Regions from separate parts of the Mus musculus genome. Here region 1 is linked to region 2. A link is a contact called in public Hi-C data. All regions are on one chromosome and are shown on one strand. Each heading gives the region's core, a stretch centred on a gene start, on an enhancer-like site or on the middle of the called end of the contact. The rest is flanking DNA. Distances are from core to core; before and after follow the strand shown.

Region 1 (5,511 bases), core at 1,460-3,959, 130 kb before region 2:
GGCATGTCATCATTGTAGATCAGAGGGTTTATAGCTGGGTTGTTGTTGCGTTCTATCCCCTCACTCCCTCTCTGTGTGTGTGTGTGAGTGTGTGTGTGTGTGTGAGTGTGTGTGAGAGAGAGACAGACAGAGGCAGAGGCAGAGGCAGAGGCAGGCAGAGGCAGAGGCAAGGGGCAGAGGGGCAGAGAGACAGAGGCAGAGAGACAGAGGCAGAGACAGAGACAGAGACAGAGACAGAGACAGAGACAGGCAGAGGCAGAGGAGAGAAGAAAGTGCACACTTATGCCATGACTTGCATGTGGAGGTCAGAGGACAAGTTTAAGGTCTTGGTCCTCTCCACCTTTATGTAGGTTCTGGAGATTGAACTCACATTGTTAGGCTTCTATGGCAAGCACCATTACCTACTGAACCGTTTGGCCAGCCTGAGAAAGGGATTTCATCTTGATTTTGAAACTGGCAAGAGGGATACACAGAAGGTGGAGAGTTGACAGTGGCACCTGAAGTGGGTTGTTGAGGCAAGCTTGCACTTAGGCTGCGGAATTGTCTCTGCCTTTCTAAGCACCACACACATTATGTCTTCCTTTATCCTGCTTTAATGTGGGTGTTGATGAATATGTGAGTGTGGAGTAGGTTGTGGACAGGAAAGTGATGCTTGGAAAGCCTGGGATTTTCATCTAAGATTCTGCAGGAGAAGAGCGGTGTCTTCGTGAGTTTGCCTCAGGTGATACAAGATGCATGTGACAGATGTTAGTGGCTGTTTTCTTAAGGCAGTGGTTCTCAATCTGCGGTGTCCACCCCATGCGGGGTGGGTGTCGAATGACCATTTCCCACAAGGGTAGAATATTAGATGTCCTGCTTATCAGATACTTACATTACAATTCATAACAGTAGCAATATTAAAGTTATGAAGTATCAACAAACATGATTTTATGGTTGGGGTCACCATGACATAGAGAACTGTATTGAAGGGTCGAAGCATTAGGAAGGTTGAGCACTGTTGTAAGGATCTGTGGACAGTAGAAAAGTAAGCACCCTTCTTTTTTTTTTTTTTTTTTGAAAAAAAAAAAAAACCCAAATCTTTATTGTATAGAAATACATATATATATATACATATATATATATATATATAAATCCAAGATGCTATTCTCTCATTTCCCCATCTTCCTCTTCTTCTTCAACGCCTCTGATGTAGAGGACATTATTACACCTTATTAGAACTTCGCCCAGATGTCCAGACAGCGCCCCATCTATGTACTCTTCTGTATTTGCAAGCTGCATGTTCATGTAGCCATCCACGGAGACCAGGTAGCCCTTGTACTCCATGCCCCACTTAAGTTTCACCATCACTGGCTTCCCTGTCAGTCCACTGAGAAAAGGCTTGGGGTTGAGGGGTAGACTGATCACGACCACCGGCGAGCGCTGCACCCCGCTAGCCGCCGACTCCGCCGCTGCCCGCCCCTTGTGACCGGAGCGGCTGCCGCTACACCCAAGCGACCCGCGCTAAGAGAAATGGCCGACCAGTAAGCACCCTTCTGTGTAAAGTTTTGTTGACTGGCACAGAAATTTACCTTTTTGTTCATTTTAGGGAAAAATCAGTTCTTTCCCTGAATCTTGTTTTTTGGTTAGGCTGACAGCAGGGCTTGTTGTGTGTTCTCTGAGGGCGTTGTTCGCTTGTATCAGATAACCAAATTCCTGGCTGTCTAATTTGGAGCACTGCAAGAATGCTCTTGAGGGTTTTGAGCTATTGCAGAATTCACAGTCTAGGGGCTTGAGCTGAGGATCATGCATCCATGCTCTTAGCCACTGAGATCTTTATCCAGCTCCCATACTATGCACCTCTTCCTAAAAGTATAATATTTAAAGCTGGCATTGCTGACATGCACCTGCAATTCTAGCATTTGGGAGGTTACAGCAGTAGGGCACAGAATTGAGACAAGCCTAGGCTATGTGAGACTGTCTCAAAAATACAGTTCTGTTTTCAGACTGATCTGTCTAAAGCCATAAGTTTTGTTGGAGATCCAAGGCCTCGGGCATGCTGGTCAAGTGTTCTCCTACTTAGCCATACTCCTAGTTCACTACTATGAAATTTTAATGAAATGAAACATGAGAAAAGCCTTTGGTGACTTTTGATATACTATTTCTTTTTATTTCCTTAGAAAGGCAAAGAATTCCTTAGATAAGTCAATCCCCAACATAAGACTGTTTTAAATAGGTTGCAGTACAAATGTTAGCAGATAAAAGATTGATAACTTTTTCTTGATTTAGAACTTCTTCAAATTGTTGAAGTACATTTTTGGCTTCACTCAGAATAAACTTTTTGGCTTTGCTATTATCTTAACAGTAATGGAGAAAATATTTAAGTGGAAGCTCAAATATTGATAACATATAGAGAGGAAAGATCCAAAGTTACTTGCTCTAAACTTGGGCTAATTGTACTTGAAAACTTACACTAGGAACTCTTCTTTGAGGAAAGAAAGTACCAGATAATCAGAAAGTTACTGAAATGTTCCCTTAGTGGCACAGCTGAAGGGGTTTACATAGGAAGCAGTTGTAAAAACAGACTGGATGAGGTGTAGGTGACAGGGAGTGAGTACTCAGAGTGTGAGGACTCACACTGGTCGGAGGCTTACTACATCATGTGAAATGAAGCTGTTACTATTTCCCACTGAAGACTTCTCAGTAAGGGGAAGCTTAGCTGTGGGTTAGACAGTGTGGCTTTAAAGCATAGCTCTGCAATGTCATGTAGAAGCTTCTAGGTAAATGAGGAAGTCTCTGACCTTCCCTAGGCCTCAGTTTTCTCAAGTACAAGATGGGGATGATAATATCTCATAGATTTTGGAAATCAGATGAATCCATGTATGCAAAGTGTGATTGTGAGGCCAGGTACCCCAGTGCTTGTAAAATACCTAGGTGTGGGTTGGAGAGATGGCTCAGCGGTTAAGAGCACTGACTGCTCTTTCCAAAGTCCTGAGTTCAAATCCCAGCAACCACATGGTGGCTCACAACCACCCGTAATGAGATCTGACACTCTGTTCTGAAGACAGCTACAGTGTACTTACATATAATAATAAATATATCTTAAAAAACAAAACAAAACAAAACCTAAGGCTGGGCGTGGTGGTGCACGCCTTAATCCCAGTACTCGGGAGGCAGAGACAGGCGGATTTCTGAGTTCGAGGCCAGCCTGGTCTACAAAGTGAGTTCCAGGACAGCCAGGGCTATACAGAGAAACCCTGTCTCGAAAAAACAAAAACCAAAAACCAAACAAACAACAAAAAAAACCTAGTTGCTGGACTGCTCAGACATGGCAAGTTGAGACTAGAAACCACTGTGGGGCACACTGTTAAAACTGCACTGGAAAGACAGGATGAAGATTATGAGTGTGAGGCTTGAGGCTAATTCTGTCTCAAAGGGGGAAAATTATATCATGACTAAATATACGGGGATTAGATAGACAGTGAACATGATTGAATTCTATTCTTTGGGAATGATGCTATGATTTTTAGGAAAAGTAGGTGAGGATTGGATTACAGCACTACCAATAAACAACAAGTCCATGTGTATCCACTTGAGAAGGTTCATATCTGTGGTAGAGCAACTCTTACTTGACTTTTTAAAGTCATTAAAGTGAATTAATTTGTATATACGCTGTAAATAATTTGCCCAATGAAGAGAGAAATTAGGAACTGCAGAAGCAGTGCGTGTAAGCCAGAGAAAGGAAAGTGGTGTCTGAGAGAGACTGGCAAAAAACAGGACTGAGGGGATGTTCTGTTCTGTTGGCGCCGGGAACAGACTAGTCTTCAGGGCTCAGGGTTGGTAGGGTGCTATCTGTTGAAGAGTGTCTAGAATGGGTGGTCTTAGTGATGGGTATGTTGTGTCTGAGTTGTGGTGAGTCACAGAAATAGGACCTCATAGAGTTCTTGTCTCTGTTACCCTCCATGATGGCAGAACATTGTTGAGAGGAATTCTGAATAGGTGGGACTTTTAGAGATGACGGTCACCACGGATCAAGCCTTCCTGTTCTTTGGCTATCTTCTTGCCTTCAGATAACACTGATACTAAACATGTGGGCTGTTTGTAACCTGCTTTAAACAAAACCTATATTTATAGCTTAGTCTGTGAAGTGACTGAATATGTTCATTTAGGAAGCCAGAAAGCATGCTTAGAATAAAGAAGGGCTGTGGAGAGGACTCCCCAGGCAGAGGGTTTGCATGAGGACTGGAGTTCAGATCTCCAGTGCCCATGTGAAACTCGTGTAGCTGTTGTGGAGGCTTGCTGTAATCCTAGCATGGGGATGTAGAGGTGGGATCTTCAGAGCAAGCTATCTAGACTAGCCGAGCCAGTAAGCTCTAGGTCTAAGTCGGAGATCCTGTCTCAGTTTATCAGCTGGTGCGTGGTTGCGGAAGCCACCTAAGGTCAACCTTTGACTTTCACACCATTTGCCCCCCACCCCCCCAACACACACACACACACACACACACACACACACACACACACACACACACAACACACGAGCCAAAACCGTGGTGCGCAGGCCTTTAATTCCAGCACTCGGGAGGCAGAGGCAGGTGGATTTCTGAGTTCGAGGCCAGCCTGGTCTACAAAGTGAGTTCCAGAACAGCCAGGGCTACACAGAGAAACCATGTCTCGGAAAAAAAAAAAAAGAAAAGAAAAAAGAAAAAAAGAAAAAGCCAAAACCCACTAACTTAGGCAGCTATAAGCCAAGAGAGGTGGTGGCACATGGCTTTATTCCCAATCCTAAGGAGGCAGAGAGGCAAGTGGATCTCTTGAGTTTGAGGTCAGCTTGATCTGTATAGCAAGTTCAAGGCTGGGTGGGCTTCTCAAAGGAAAAAAAAAAGCATAATTAATGTTAGCTATTAGTGATAAATTCTTTGAGACTTTTTTACATGGATAGTATATATGTATATTTGAGTCATTGTGTTATTATGTATTCCCTGGTATCTTGTAAAGAAGTATAAATGTACTTTTAAAATAGATACACACTAGATATATTTTTCAGTTACTGTGTTTAGTACAACAAGAACATTAACATCTTTCAAGTTGTTAGATGTGCTTTGAGTATTGTAACGATATGTACTCTTCTGTTGTATGACTTTGCTGTACTTTGCTGGCAGAATTTAGTATCATTGAACATTCCTGACATCTGCTGTTTTCCCTACCCAGTTGTGTATTGTGTCTTTAAATTAACTTGGCTTATAATGGATGTATAGTGTGTTGGGGGCAGAAAGTGCTGAAAGTTGACAGCAGCAAAGCAAAGGCTCACTTTATTCCAGACTTGACAGAGCTCTAATTCAATAGCATGGTTGTGGTCACACATATTACTATTTTATCTGTAATCCCCCCACCCCCCCCACACACACACAGACACAGAGAAGGGCAGAAGTCTACCATGTTAGCCTGGATCTCTGTGCTTTTTAGATCAGATCTATATTGGACGTGCCTGATGCTTAACAGTTGGAATTCATTTTGTCTTGTTTACAGCAAAATATT
Region 2 (6,202 bases), core at 3,602-6,101:
TCATGTGTCAGGAAGGTGCTGTGCTTAAATTCTTGATGTTTTCACTGAGCTGTGAGGCTGAAGATCAAACATCCTCCCTCTGCTGAGAACAGAAATCAATGCAGACTCCGGGCTGCGCTGTTAGTAAGTGGCCCTCCTAGCGTTTCATTTCCTGGGATTTGTCTGGGCTGGTGATCCGTCCATGGGAGAAGGGGATTTTTGAGGCGCTTTGTATTAAAATCAGCTGGAGAATCCCTTTTGGACAGTTCCCTTCCGCTTCACTGTGCTCTTGAACAGGTTTGTGATTTCCTTTTGTCCATATGTCTCTGTGTATTCCTTAACTAGCCCACCCCTTGCTTATCTTTGTCTTCTGTTCTTTTCAGCTCTTGCCTTGCTGACAAATTATTTCAGTGATAGCCTTTGCAAGCACCACACACACTGGACATATTTCATTACCCTGCAATGCTGTTTAAGTTATAAATTCTTGCCTCATGATGTAAATTAAGGAGAAAGCCAGGCTGGCTAGACGGGTGGTACAGGCTTGTGTTAGCAGCTGCTTAAAGGCTAAGGCAGAACGACTGTAAGTTCAAGGCCTGGCCTGGGGACTAAAGAGCAATGCTGTAATAAGTAAGAAGCCAGGGGCTTCTGAAGAGCAGAAGCTTGCACAAGTGTGCTTGGCCACTGCATCTCCTGAGGGAACTTAGAATCCTTTCTCTGTAAAGGGAAATCAAATGGCTTCAATGTTTTCAAAATGGTAGTATTGTAATGGTCATAGTTTTTGGTGGAGGTACCATTGTTGCCAAAAGAAGGTGTTTTTTGTTTTAACCCTCCAAGGGCAATGCTGAGTTAGAGACATTTCCAGCAGAAACAGGACTCAAGGCCAAGGCCAGTGCAGACAGAGCAAAAAGCAAGAGGTGGCTACCTACGATAACTGCTCAGAGTTTAAAGTCTTTTCTCTGCTCTATGTAGGAGCTGGCTGAGTGGGAAGGTAGATGCACAAGGAAGAGCAGAAAGAGAAAGAAAGCATTGAAATGCGCATATCCAGAGCAGGGGCAGTGGCCTGTGTGCATGGCATCTTGTCTGGAATGTGCAGCACCGCAGGGAGGCCGTGGTGTATGGGGGATCTGAGGCTTCCCTGGACAAGGTGACCTTAGTTGGCTTTATGTGAACAGTGTAACTTGTAACCTTGCCAGGCTCATACCTAGCCAGTGTCCTATGCTGCCTCACACTGGAAGGTTGGGGATGCCCGATGGGTCTGTCTATTGCTATGGTGGGTAGAGAAGTGTCTTGTTGTCTCTTGTGTGCTGTCTGTCCACATGGTCCACCCCCACTGCAGGTTAGTTGTTTTCTCTGCCAGCCTGGCTTTAGAATGTGGGTGTGTTTTGGTTGGTGGAGTCAGTCAATGCAGGTGGAGGAATGCAGCAGACTGGCCCCTGTATATCCTATCTTAGTAATTTAGAGTGTACATTTAAAATATCCAACCTGCTTTTTTAGACTATTATTTTAACTGGGTAGACACATCACCCACTCACATTTACAGAGGACTGAGAGCAAGGCACTTGCTCAGCCAGGCATCCATCTATTTACTACTTGGATGAAGTGGCACTTCCTCTGCTCGCGCCTAAGGAAATAGGATTCCCTTCATGGTGTCAGAGCAAGAAGTTGAGTTTTGTAGAAGAGGACCTGGAATATTTTTCATTTCATTGACTTCTTGTTTGAGTTATAATGTCAGAGATCTGGGTAAACAAGTTTTTTAAAAGTAAGCAATTGTTTTTCAGAATTGCAGTGTCAGATTAAAAGTGTACCTCATTATGAATTAAATGGTTCATTTAATGGTTTTAATTACTGCTAGGAGTAGTAGGAGGTGAATCTCAGCTCACTCTCCCCTTTAGGGACTCATGCCTTGTCCAGTAATGCTCGTGGTCTGTAGGGCTGCAGAGGTTGCTGAAATTGCAGTTTCCGCTGTGGTCCTGAGTGCACTTGAACACTGCCAGCATTGAGTGTCTGCACTGCTTCCATGGTGTGTCACCTGGACTCAGCTCTCTAAGGGGAATTCCTTCCCTTACTCCCACTGGGTTTCTTCCTGGGGACTGAGCCCAGGATCCTGTGTGGGCTGGGCAAGTACTCTACTCTATTGCTGAACCAGCTAAATCACAAGTCTTCCTGGTTCCCTCAAAGAGAGGGACAGGCCCGTTCAGTTCTCTAGGTTTTGTCATATTGACTTGCATCTGACATACTGACTGAGGAGCTTTTGTACCTGGGTCAGTTTTTTCTAGGCCAGTCTACAGTCTACAGAAGTGTAGCTGTATTCCTACATGCAGGTGCTTCCTGCCCCTCTAGAGAGAACTGCCATGTTTTGTGTAGTTGTCCAGGAATGATTACACATTACCTCTTGATAGATGCTTTATTCTCTTAAAGATTGATTTTTAAAATATTTATATGTTTTTGCTTGCATGTATGCTTATGTACCATGTGAGTACCTGGTCAGAGAAGTCAGAGAAGCTGGAATTAAAGATGGTTGTGAGCCATCCTGTGGATGCTGGGAATTGAACCTGGATGCTTTGTAAGAACAGCCAGTGGTCCTAAAGGCTGCTATCTTTTTAGCCCCTCTTTCTCCCTTTTTGGAATCAAAATTTCACAATACAACACAGGCTGCCTTTGAACTTCTAATCCCAAGTCACTTTACCAAGGTTGGGGCTAAACTCGTGCAGTGTTTTACTTAGCCTGCTTTAACATTTTTTTTAAAGTCATTATTTTATATACATGGTTGATTTGTCTCTGTGTTATATCTGTGCACCATATGTGTTTCTGAGTGTTGGCTTCCCTGCAACTGAAGTTAGATAAGGTTGTAAGCCAGTAAAAGGTCTTAGGACCCGGACCCAGTCCCCTAGAAGAGAAGCCATGTTCTAAACCACTGAGGTTTCTTTCTAGGACAGACAGATGCTTTTTATACACAGGCCTGGCAGGTTTTTCTGTCAGATAGTAAGTGTTTTGTTTTGTCTTCCCTGTGGTAGCTGTTTGCTTTTGTCAGGTGTTCCCTACACTTATGCTCAACTGTGTGTCTTTATCCAGAAGGTACTGGGAAAATTGGCAGATGCCCAGGAGGAGCTGGGACCCTTGTCTACAGGCCACTGAGCTAATAGAAACTTGATGATTTCCTGGAGTTTGCGTCCTACCTCATTGCTATTTCCTATTGCTCGTGCTGCTGTAAGGATTGTGTTGTGGTTTGCACAGTTAGTGGAGAAGTGGTTTGATTCTTTCCTATATTGTTCTGAGCTGCTGAGTTTGAATGCTGCACCTACACCTACACTCATGTCTCTCTCTCTAACCCCTTTCCTTTTGATTACTTCATAAAGTAATCAAAAGCAGATAGGTGAGATGATCCTTGCAAGAAACCATTGTCAGCGACCCTGGGAGAGTTTTTGAAACAATAGCTTTTATTCCTTGGAGGAGTTTAGTGTGTGCTGTCGGCTTTTTTTCTTGTTAATTAGCTTAAAAATAGGGAAATATGAAAGGTTTAATATGCAAAGTGTAATATATTAATAAAGGTAGTTCCCTTGTTTTTTAATGTTCTAACAAAGTATTTATTGTAGTGGAAATATTTATGTAATGAAAAGAGTGCCTTTCTGTTTAATCCCGAATCTCGCAAACAGTAACTGATTTGAGAAATACCGTAGTCCTTTTTGTCACATGGAATGTCTGACACCCATTTAGGTGAGGGAGATTGCTTAAAGTAGTCCACCATTGTAGATGACTTTTCTTTTTAACTAGACTGCTATTTAATAATTTGTCTTTGTTTCTCGGGGAAGTGAGGATGACTCTAGTAGTAAATAACTTAATGGCATAGAATGTTCAGTAATCTAATCGATGGTGGTCATTGAGACTCTTTTTATTATTATTATTTTTTTAGAAATCTCTTGTTTATATTGAAACACAATAGATTATAATTAGCCATGACAAAATTTTCCAGTTTTTAAGAAATACTACTACTTGACAGATTTATCTAGAACCAGGGTAGTATTTGAGATTTTGGGTTTTTTTTGTTTGTTTGTTTTCAGTGTTACTCATTTTTAATTCAGTCACTGCATTGCTGGCTACATTGTTTTGAGCCTAAACCCTGTGTGCCTCATTGCCACTCTGTTCCCAGCTTCTGAGAGACTTGGCAAGAGGATCAGAGCCCTAGGATTTGAGGCCAGCCTGGGTAATAGAAGGCCCCCTCTAGGAAACAAATAAATAAAATAAAAAATCACCTGCAGTTTCTGTCTTCCCATTTCCTTTTTAAAAATGCTTGCTGGCCTTACAAAAAGTGGCAAACTCTCAGTGTAGCCATTCAATGTCATTTTGGCTTCCCCAGCTGACTGTGGTGTTCTGTTGATCTTTCTACCCAGTGGTGTATAGACTCGTGTCATTATGAGTTCCCATCTCTAGCTTGCATTGTGTTTTATATATGATCATGATGAGGTAATTTCAATTCACTGAGAACTAGATTGTTCATGGAAAGGGGACCCAGCTGGCTTCTTTTTTCCTAATTCTAAACGGTTAGCTGTGCTACTGAGACAAGCTGTCTCATCTGTTAGGGAACTGGTTTTCATAGCTGTCAAGTGGAGATACCACTCACCCTGCTTACTTCTCAGGATTATTCTCATGTGGAAAGAAAGCTCTGTGATGCTGTGTTTTGGAAACTTCACAGTGACAAATAATGTAAGCGTGGTTTTTAGCGTTATTGTCTGTTGTTCCATAAGATAAGGTGAGCCTCCGTGGAGAGGCTTCTGCTCCCTACTCTGGTCTTCAGCGAGGAGGTCTCATTGTGGTCACAAATGGCTACTGAGGCTGTATATGCAGCACACCCAATCCCTGAGGCTACTATGACTCAGATGTGGCACACAGATTGCACCATCACCAATCCTCTGTGAGATAAATGCAGAGATGGAGAGTGGGTGATAGAAACTGTTGAAGTGGTTTGATACTCCTTCAGGGTTTTAATTGTACTTTGTAAACATATGGCTCTGCAGTGGACTCATAGTCACTGGCTGTCCACAGGCAGGGAGACACAGGGCAGAGCCTTTTGATAGCTTGACCAACACTGGGCTGCTTGGATGTTGAGTTTGGCTCTTCCCCAGTACGGTAGAAGATCTGTTACTGGGAAAAGGAGAACTGTGTAGGGAACTGGCACTTTGATTACAGCATTCAGAACCAGATCCCCTAAACATGGACCTCCACCCAAATAGTAATGGCCCTGGGAATTATTAGAGATTTATTTCACGTGAAAACCATACAGAAAGTGCAGAGAGCAGACTAAAGTTGCGTAAGAGACTGTGGTATAGTTTATAGAAATAGGTATTTTCTTTTCTTTTTTAGAATTATTTAATGTATGTGAGTACACTGTTGCTGTCTTCAGACACACCAGAAGAGGGCATCAGATCCCATTACAGATAGTTGTGAGCCACCTTGTGGTTGCTGGGATTTGAACTCTGGACCTTTGGAAGAGCAGTCAGTGCTATTCACTGCTGAGCCATCTCTCCAGCCCAGAAATGAACATTTTCATCAGATTTTATATGTCTGTTTATTTTAATGACTTAGAACTAAACATTTAATTTTGAGCTGCATTACAGTTTATTCTCATGAGCTAACATAAGTTATTTTCATGCAGGTAGTATGTGAAAAGATGACTTTAAAGAGATTTGAAACTAAGATGAACCTCTTGTGATCTTTCATGAAATGTATATAGGGTGGAAATCGTTGGTGGTGATTTTAAAGATGGGCTCATGAGAATGAAGTGGTACTGGTTATAGTGGCTCATGCTTGAAACTCCAGCCCCTAGGAGAGTAGGAGGACCAAGAGTTTAATGCCAGCCTAGGCTACATTGTGAGATAATGTCTCTAAAATAAAAACAAAACCACAGTGAAGCAAGGGTCGGGTGGGAAGCTTGCCTTTGCCCTGGTGGAACTGCTGATGTAGGTGTCTGCCCCCTTTCCTGCATTCTCTGGCTAGCAGAGCCCTAGCTGATGCTTCTCAGAAGCAGATTTTCAGGTGAAGTGTAGGGTCAGTGCTTGCTTCTGTTTATCTTTTTATATTTTCTAAATTTCTTTTTGCTCACAGAGATGCAAACACACAGGTAGATCATTTGTGTAGTTCGTGAATCAACTGTTTCAGGCCTTTACTGGCTGCCTGTTCCCTTGTGGTAACAGTCCTTTCTTTCCCTACAGAATTACCAACACCCCGG

What was found. Hi-C and Micro-C count contacts between places; a contact is called where the count stands out from the background.
Region 1: a Hi-C map of bone marrow-derived macrophages shows a contact between it and region 2, with 31 read pairs. The contact joins two enhancer-like sites. A contact is called at or near these places in 1 of 39 promoter capture datasets (the C10 cell line), 1 of 484 Hi-C or Micro-C datasets (bone marrow-derived macrophages), 3 of 115 datasets of contacts at active chromatin or transcription factors (all in embryonic stem cells) and 1 of 9 other capture datasets (embryonic stem cells).

The regions. Positions count from the first base shown.
Region 1 is chr4:150,314,037-150,319,547 of GRCm38.p6, forward strand. All of the region lies in intron 1 of Rere (arginine glutamic acid dipeptide (RE) repeats), which reads left to right. It also overlaps the pseudogene Gm13092. Among named protein-coding and RNA genes, the nearest start is that of Rere, 35 kb to the left of the region's middle. Within about 2 kb of position 2,710, at least 32 of the 459 cell types and tissues checked have an H3K27ac peak or open chromatin away from gene starts, as enhancers often do. A contact at or near this core is called in bone marrow-derived macrophages, where this site is marked.
Region 2 is chr4:150,445,705-150,451,906 of GRCm38.p6, forward strand. All of the region lies in intron 4 of Rere (arginine glutamic acid dipeptide (RE) repeats), which reads left to right. Gm52709 (a long non-coding RNA gene) reads right to left here. Exons shown (of 2, transcript XR_003955312.1): 2 at 1-6,202. Among named protein-coding and RNA genes, the nearest start is that of Gm52709, 19 kb to the right of the region's middle. Within about 2 kb of position 4,852, at least 32 of the 459 cell types and tissues checked have an H3K27ac peak or open chromatin away from gene starts, as enhancers often do. A contact at or near this core is called in bone marrow-derived macrophages, where this site is marked.